Linked DNA regions of Mus musculus: regions 2 and 3 are each linked to region 1. The links are chromatin contacts, called in public ChIA-PET and HiChIP or PLAC-seq maps. All regions are on one chromosome and are shown on one strand. Each heading gives the region's core, a stretch centred on a gene start, on an enhancer-like site or on the middle of the called end of the contact. The rest is flanking DNA. Distances are from core to core; before and after follow the strand shown.

Region 1 (2,741 bases), core at 118-2,617:
TGGGCTATGCATGTGTGGCAGCCAGGGATGGGTGTGCCCAAGGAGGCCAGAAGACAACTGTGATCTATCTAACCAGGATGCCGGCAACCAAGATGATCTGCAAGATCAGCAAGTGCTCTTAACCACTGAGCTATCTCTACAGCCCCAGATTTTACCTGTTAAAAGTATTTACTTAGTGTGTGGTGCTAGTCACTCAACCCAGGACCCTGCACATGCTGGGGTCCTACACTACTACTTAGCTGCATACTAGCCTCCCAGAACAGTCTCAGATATACAGAAAATAAATGAAGCACACCTCCCACGCACTTTCCTCTTTTTTTTTTTAACATCTTATATAAGTATGTACATTTGTTTCTATTAACCCAACATTGATACATTATTAATTTAAAGTCTTTTATGTATTTAGATTTTTACCTGCCTTTTAAAAAATACACAAAGTTTAATGTAACATGAACTAATCCTAAGAACACGTTTGCTACCTTCCCCTAACACTATAGACGTGCTTCCTTTTTAATTTAAGTCTTTTCTTGTTTTGTTTTAATTACAACGAATGCCTGATCATCTCAAAGATCTCCAACATGGACCTCTGGCAGCACGCACACATAAATCACACACCACAACTGTCCCCAATATCAGCACTGGAAATAAGTATAAATAGCCACCAGTATTTTCTGTTCAACGAGAAGGAATTTCCCAAAATTGGTAAGATCGATCATATTTTAGAAACAACTTAAAGCAAATTTAACCTCCTCTATCTCTGATCATCTAAGGGCTTGAAAACTTTTTTTCTCCTGAGACAGGGTCTCATGCAGACCAAGTTGGTCTTTGATTTGCTTCGTAGCTTAGAAGACCTCTCTGCCTCCACCCACCTCTTCAAAGCTGGGACTAAGGCGGCGCACCACCACACTCGACTCTAGTCTTTTGAGACAGGGTCTCTAAATAATTCCAGCTTGTCTCTAACTCGTGGCGAGCCTCCTGTCTCAGCACCTGCCTCGGAAGAGCGCAGGAATTACAGGGGAGAACCAAGCTTGGCTAAGTGGATCCCAGCAGTCAGACCACAATCTGTGCAGGAAGCACTTCCAGCAAACCAGCCGGGATTTCTTTTTTTAACTGCGCATGCGTTTGGCCAATGCCAGCCAAACCGGAACTTAACCGTTGACCAAATGAAGGTTTAAATCCTCTGAGTAGTGACACAGAGCTGCGATGGCGCCCTCGGTTCTTTAAAGAACCTTGGGATAGGGCGAGCGCTAATCCCAGGCTGGGCTCCGATTGGTCGTCACAGCAGTCTGCAGTTGAGACGTTGCGTGACGACCGTGGTACCGCCCCTGCAGCGGGACTGGCCGGGCTTCTGGCCAATCAGCAGGCGCGGCGCGCCCTTTGGTTCCCTCCAGCGAGCGCTTGCCGCCTCGGTTCCCGCGACCCCAACGTCCCAGAGGCGGGGCCGCAGTCATCTGAGACGCTACCTGGATCCTGACTCTGCGTGCCCAACAAACGGGCCCAACAACCAAACCCTAGCTTGGCGGCGGCCGTGACAACAGCGACGGTGGATCTTTGAGCTCCTGATTCCCCGAGGCGCCCTACGGGCCCGGGAAGCACGGTGAGTAACAAGCGGCCTGTAAGGTCGGAGTTAGCGCGGTGGAACCGATGACCACAGGGCCGCCAGGGGAGAAAGAAGGCGGACCTCACTGCTAAAAAATGGGAAAGAAGTTTACATTGTGACGTGCCTCAGATTGACTTCACTGTAGAAATTTCTTGGAGACTGAAACCCTGATCCTTGCTTTTTTGCATTCTTTCTATCTGACCCAGACTGTGTAAGGAATCTATTACGTGTTTATAGTCCGTGGTCTACAGGAAGTAGACCTATGTCAAAAGTGAGGCGTGGACGTACAGTGTCTGAACACAAAGACAGTGATGTCACCCTGAGAGATTGCACATTCGTGTTGGGGGTTGGATGATAGGATTTAGTAGGAAATTCCAAAGGAAGGGGAGGACAGCCTGTGTAGTCCTATCGACTGCTGATAGTCGAGTTAGGACTGGAGGATGAGTGACCGGGGTTATGGTTGCAGTAATTGGGTAGGACCTTAATATGAAGGGTTTTTATTTTATATATGAAGAAAAGCTATTGACTTTCTAGTCAGGGGAAAAACTTGTACATAAACCCATTTGTGTCTGCACTGGAGGGACTTGTCAGTAAATCTGGCTGGGCTGAGGAGGACAGCTAAGGTGGGAGGCCAGAAAGAACTTTCTATGGGTAAGAGGGAGAAGAGGTGAGGGTGACTTGATGGTCCTCATTTGCTGCACAATGAAGACATTCCCTGAGCAGACTATTTTTGTTAGGTACAGGTTTGTACAGCTTTGGCTCCATTAGCTTTATAAGTAATACTATCAAGATGAGCTAGTTATCAAATCTCATTTGGTGGCTTTCAGATGAGAAAGACCTAATGCATGAAAGGAGAGACAGGCACTTAAGTCATTCCTGTTGGTGAGGAAAACTTATACTTTGTGGGGGTAGAGTTATCAGTGTGATTACTGATACCATGGCAGTCAACTGCTAAAGAAAGGCTTCTTTTAAAACAAGCAAACAAACAAACAAGAAAAACAAGCCTGTATTTCAAGAAGTTTCATATCTCTGGGATAAGTTTTAATTGATCCTTAAAGGTTATATCCAGTAGAACTTTGCTCTCCCAATATTTTTAGCCTTAGACTATATAGAAAAGGTCTCTTCTAAATGACTTACACCT
Region 2 (2,741 bases), core at 102-2,601, 350 kb before region 1:
AAATCTCTCTCCAGCCCATGCCTGCTCCATGGTGCCCAGCGAGGACAAAGTGCTCCAGGAGGACCACTAGCCACACACACCCCTCACTGCTCCAAGCTTCGTGGAGCAGCTCTCCCCACTCTGGAGAAAGGCACATGGTAGAATGGATAAGGCCTTGGAGCTTCCAGACCAGCTTCTTGTAGGCAGATACCCTCCGAGTGACTCATAGCTCTCTAGCTGCCAAATGGCATAGGAGCTACTGGCTTCGTATATACGGTGCTGGTCCAGTGACGTGATGCATCACAACCTGTGGCTCATAAGGAACACTAGATAAACAGAAGCTCTCATCCTCTGAGCTTAGATCCAGCTGGATCAACAGGGTCTGCTCTGTCTCTTTCTTCCATCCAGTCTGTGAACTTATCCACCTCAGCTTCACCAGAGCCTGACCTTCAGGAAGGCTCAGTGCGACGAGAGCCCAGGAACTTCTTGCATAAAGATGGATGGATCCAGGCCATGTGAGTGAGACCCAGAAGAACCCCGCCCCCACCCAAAAGTGCGAGGAGCCAGGGGAGGGAACAGAAAGACAGGGCAGACCTCAGGAGGGGCAACAGCTTGAACACATTTTTCCCAGTTGAGGAGGCTAGAGAATGACTTCTCTGCTGAACTTTGACCTCCGAGTCACATATCTTCTTTGAACTGTCAGGCAGCCCCCAGCCCTGTCACTCTCCATCTAAGCTAGGCCAAAAGTGAAACTCCAGCCCTGCCCTGCAGCAGTTCCCATGAGCTCTATGCCTGGATGTCTTATGTGTGGGAGTGGAGGGGGGGTTACACATATCTTCCAACCAAGACCCACTGCACATCCCTGGCCCAAGCTCAGCTCTAACAGCCTGAGGTCCACGATGGATTCTCTCCAGCCTGGAAAGAGAGAGTTAAGTCACAGTCCAGGACTGACCAGGAGTCCTGCTCCCCACCACACCTATAGGGACCTAGGGAACTTAGGGAGCTTTTCTCACCAAACTGTATGGGTTACAATTTGCCTGAAGAAAGGCATCCTGAGTGGGAGAATCATGTAGAGAATGAAAGTACACAGCTTGGCGTGTTTGCTTCCTTCCCTCAGATGGTGAGGAGGGGAGGCATGGGCTCTTGTCTCCCTTGTATCGCCAGTATCTCCTCTCACAGAAACTCGGGCATTGAAGCAGGGCAGGCATTATACCCTAGTTTTACTTGTAAGGAAGCCAGGGTTTATAAGATTAAGGGAGTCTATCCAAGAACAAGTGGCCTGGCTCCAAACTGGCAGAGCCAGGACTCTAATGTGACCAAGGCTCAGCATGCCTGGCTGCAGCGAGAGCAGAGCAAAGTGGACATCCCAGTGTTTCAAGCCCATAGCATCTGTTCTGCCTGCCAGCAAGCACAGGTCCTCCTGGCTCCTGGGAGGGAGTCTCCTTGCGAGAAGATGGAAGGGCCCATGATTCAATACTAGCTGAACCCAGAGTTCCTCTTTGTGTAAGCAGTCTCTGCATCTGGTCACACCTAGCATCCAGAAGTGTTCTGTAAATATCTGTTGAATGACTGAGGTCACAATTCTTTCTAGAACATTCATGAAAGAAGCAACAATGTGATAGAAATGGGAAAGCAAACATGGAAGATAGAGGTGGATTGATGTGAAAGATTCACTAAGTTTGTCATCTGAAGTTTTTCTCTTTTCTTCCTATCTTTCTTTTTTAACCTATTACCTTCCTTTACTATAACAGGCACTGGTGGTTTGAATGAGAAATGTCCCCCATGGGTACATATATTTGAACACTTGATTCCCCAGTTGGTAGTGCTGTTTGGGGAAGTGGAACCTTTAAAGGATGAAACCTTGCTAGAAGAACAACATCACTTTTGGGAGGATTTTGAGAGTTTATCCTGCATATCAAATATTTGCATTAAAATTTGTAGCAGTAGCAAAATTATAGTTATGATGTAGCAATAAAATAATTTTATCACGGGGAAGAGGTGTTTACATGAGAAACTGTATTAAAGGGTCACAGCGTTAGAAAAGTTTGAAAACCACTTGTTTCTAGCCTTGCCCTACTTCCTGCTCTGTCTTTGCTGCTTCCTGTATGCAAATGAGATGTGGTCAGCCTGCTGCTTCCTGTTTCTGCTGCCAAGAAGTAGGAACTGTTATAATTCCAATTATCAGATCTAGAAACAGAGACCAAGAAATTAAGTAGCGTTTTCAAAGTAATTTAATGGTGGGGCTGGGCCGGCAATATGATTAAGTGTGTAAAGAGGTTTGCTGCCAAACTTGAAGATTTGAGTTCAATCCCCAGGACTCAAATGGTAGAAAGAGAAAGCTGATTCACAGATTGTCCTCTGACCTCCACACATGTTCTTTGGTGACACCCACCCACACAATGGGTATGATAATGTAAAGGAAAGTGGTGGAGTCCTGACTTACATGTGGTAGTCGAACTTCAGAACAAAAGAAGAAAGTCTGTTTCAGCTGCAAATCGCTCACAGATGACAGGCTAAGATGTGTAAGCAGTTGAAGCTGGACAGGAAACAGACCTGAGAAACACACAGGGTTCTCTCTAATGTGGAGATTTGGAGCACTGATTTCACTGTCGTTTCACTATTGCTATTGGTGTTGCCTCTCTGCCTGCCCTGTGGGACAAAATGAGCTATTTTTACAGGTCTATATGAAGTCAGGTATGGTGGTGTATGCCTTTGATCTTAGCACTTGGGAAGCAGATGAAGGCAGATGTCTGAGTTTTAGG
Region 3 (2,741 bases), core at 118-2,617, 310 kb before region 1:
AACATCATCACCACCTGCCCACCCTACGATGCGCTCATTTGGCTGTCTTGCAAATGCCCCAGTGGATCCTATGACTAGTTACTCTTTTACAGGGATGTGCAAAGCACAGCTCCCAGCTTGTCGGGTTCTAACTCCGGTTTGGAATCTTTCCATTGCTGATCAATATTAGATCTAGTAACTATTTCCTACAGAAAAAAAAAAGAGAAGAATACTTGAGAACAAATAATAAGTGCCCAGGATTTACTAGAGAAATCCTGAGATCCTCAGAGGACACTGAAACCAAAAACAAACAAACAAACAAACAAACAAAAAACCAAACCAAACCAAAACATCAACAACAACAAAAAAAAACTTAAGGAAAGTGAGATCTAGAATACCATGTGGATTCCAGCTGGCTACAGTTCGCACATTATTTAGAATTCTTGGATCAGGTGAGCCTGAATAAACTTCAGGTGCTTTGCCCCATCTCAGTCTGGAGGCTTTTCTTCTTTACCAAGGTGTAAGTGCAATTTGCAATTTGTACCAAGCTCCTTCTTCTGGAATCACTGATCATGTGGGCATTCATGCACCTGTGTGTGTGTGTGTGTGTGTGTACGCGTGTGCACGCGCCCATGCACTCCCTGACCCTTCAGAAAGACAAGCTGTTTATTAATGTGGCAGTCTCTGAATTGTTTTGTAACTGGAACCATTTTGTAATGAGGGGACATTAGTAAAACCTAGATCCAAAACAAACTCTTCTGTGTGCGTTATTTTTGCTCTGCAGTCAATGCTTTTTATTAGATTGAAAACTTTCACCGTGCTTTTCATCTCTGGCTGTATAATGTTCTAACAATAAAAAGAAAAAAAGAAAAATAACGGGCGGGGGGCGCGGCGACCAGTGACTCCAAAGTCTGGCAAAATAATATACTTTCTTGGATGTCTCTGTGTGTTGCCAATTAGCTTTGCTGAGAGCACAGGCCCCATCCATCACCCGCCTCTGGGTGGCTGTAACGGAGACCTAATTTGTTTCATATGCCCTAGGCTCAGGCGTTCATCCTTGCCTCCAACCTGCAGAGGAGCCCCTGTCCAAGGAGGAGATGAATGACAAGAAAACCCAGGACAAGCCAGCGGGACTCCTATCAGAAACTGCTCTGCTGTGGGTGGGAAGATCCCAGCCCTCCCAGGCCCACAGTTCCTCCCACAAGCTCCCCCACACCTCTCTCTCCTTCACCCCTTCTCCCCTTTCACGACCCAGAAGACCCAAGACTCACAAGCGGCCAGCGGGGCCCGAGTGGAGAATGGAAAACTGCCTCTTCCTCCAGCTTCCCAGGGCTGGCCCTGCCTCGCCCCTCTCTGCTGTTCCCACCCCCTCCCACCTACTCCTTCCACAAGCCCGACTTTTGAACCTCCAGTTCCCTAGGAATTTTATGAATGCTCAGCACAAGCCAAAATAAACTCGTAAAGAAAAGGCTTCTAAAGAAGGCCGGAGCCGCGTACAGCAAGTGCTAAGCGGTAAATACAAAAGTTCTTCAGGTCGCTGGGAGCTGTGCTCTGGGTGGTGGAAGGTTGGGGTCAACCAAGGGAACGAAGGACAAGGGGAACAATGAGTGAAGACTTCCTTTCCCCTCCTTCAAGAAAATCCAGGTCCTAGATTCTGTCTTTACTTCTTTTTAAAGCCTAATAGTCTGTCCTCTCTTTTTATTGATGAACTAGCCCAGAGAAGTGGAGAGATTTATCAAAAGTCACACAGTAAGCTTACCTGGCCAGCCTTGGAGCGCCCCCTCCCTGTGAGATTGTGGAACTACATGGTAAGAAAAGAAAGCGCCTAATGCAACCCTGGCCTACATAATCTTCTGCTGTGGATACAGGATACGGGATACAGGATGCACCGGATCTGAACACCCAGTATTCTGCCCAATGTGTCTTTCGATTACATTTAAAACTCAGTCATGGCACCAGAGAGAGATAGCTCAGCTGATAAAAGCATTTGTCACTAAGCCTGACAACCTGTGTTTGATCCCCAGGACTCACAAAGGAGGAGGAGAGAACCAGCTTTTGAAAATCATTGGTTCTCTGACCCACACACTTGTGCCATGGCACGCATTCCATGAACATACGCACACACAGATACAAATCAATAAATGTAATACAAGCATTTTTAAGAATAACGCTCAGTCGCCTATACCACTACCTGAGGTCATAGATGGAGAAGCACAGTTCTCACACACCTCCACCCCGTCAGAGTTCTACCAGAAGGTGGTTTTCCAATGCATAGGGCCCGGAACACGGAAAGAATCTTCTGGAACACGATGGGCAAGGGCCCATTGCTCTGGCTTCCATAGGCCTTGGCATCTCCTCTGCCAATCATGATACTGCCACTCACTGTGAAGAGCAGTGTCCTACATATACCCACATAGAGTAAGTACAAGCGCTGTGGAACCAAAGCATTGCCTCTTCCCTGCTGGAGATTCAATCCAAGAATTCTGGAGTTGGAGAAGGCCTTAAAGGCCATTTAGTTAAGCTCCTCCCAGACCAAATCTCTCCTCCACTCCCTTGAGTGTAAAACTGGGACCAGTTCCTCATCAGGATTCTATGCAGTTGTTCCCAGCCCACCCCAAGATTCATCTAGGACAGGCCTTGGCAGGAGCTGGGACATCCACAGGAGCAGGGCAAGGCTGCTCTGAAGAGCTCAGATGGGCAGAGCAGACACAGGGGACTGTTCCAGGGAGCCAGACTCTACAGAGCCCACAGGGGTCTAGCTA

What was found. ChIA-PET counts read pairs in DNA pulled down with a chosen protein or histone mark. HiChIP or PLAC-seq counts read pairs in DNA pulled down with a chosen protein or histone mark.
Region 2: a contact with region 1 is called in an RNA polymerase II ChIA-PET map of memory CD8 T cells, with 18 read pairs. The contact joins the enhancer-like site here to the promoter of Stil in region 1. A contact is called at or near these places in 7 of 39 promoter capture datasets (the 3T3-L1 cell line, the C10 cell line, cranial neural crest and 4 more), 7 of 115 datasets of contacts at active chromatin or transcription factors (the SCID.adh cell line, bone marrow-derived macrophages, craniofacial prominence and 3 more) and 3 of 9 other capture datasets (adipose tissue, liver and pancreatic islet).
Region 3: an H3K4me3 HiChIP or PLAC-seq map of embryonic limb bud shows a contact between it and region 1, with 2.9 times the contacts expected there. The contact joins the enhancer-like site here to the promoter of Stil in region 1. A contact is called at or near these places in 5 of 39 promoter capture datasets (the C10 cell line, the HPC-7 cell line, cranial neural crest and 2 more), 1 of 484 Hi-C or Micro-C datasets (nephron progenitors) and 5 of 115 datasets of contacts at active chromatin or transcription factors (embryonic limb bud, embryonic stem cells and stem cell-derived neural progenitor cells).

Annotation. Positions count from the first base shown.
Region 1 is chr4:114,998,751-115,001,491 of GRCm38.p6, forward strand. Stil (Scl/Tal1 interrupting locus) reads left to right here and starts at 1,368. Exons shown (of 17, transcript NM_009185.3): 1 at 1,368-1,597.
Region 2 is chr4:114,650,535-114,653,275 of GRCm38.p6, forward strand. All of the region lies in intron 1 of Gm33655 (a long non-coding RNA gene), which reads right to left. Among named protein-coding and RNA genes, the nearest start is that of Gm12829, 28 kb to the right of the region's middle. Within about 2 kb of position 1,352, at least 87 of the 459 cell types and tissues checked have an H3K27ac peak or open chromatin away from gene starts, as enhancers often do. A contact at or near this core is called in the SCID.adh cell line, adipose tissue, bone marrow-derived macrophages and 2 more, where this site is marked.
Region 3 is chr4:114,687,409-114,690,149 of GRCm38.p6, forward strand. All of the region lies in intron 1 of Gm33655 (a long non-coding RNA gene), which reads right to left. Among named protein-coding and RNA genes, the nearest start is that of Gm12829, 8.4 kb to the left of the region's middle. Within about 2 kb of position 1,368, at least 35 of the 459 cell types and tissues checked have an H3K27ac peak or open chromatin away from gene starts, as enhancers often do. A contact at or near this core is called in embryonic limb bud and nephron progenitors, where this site is marked.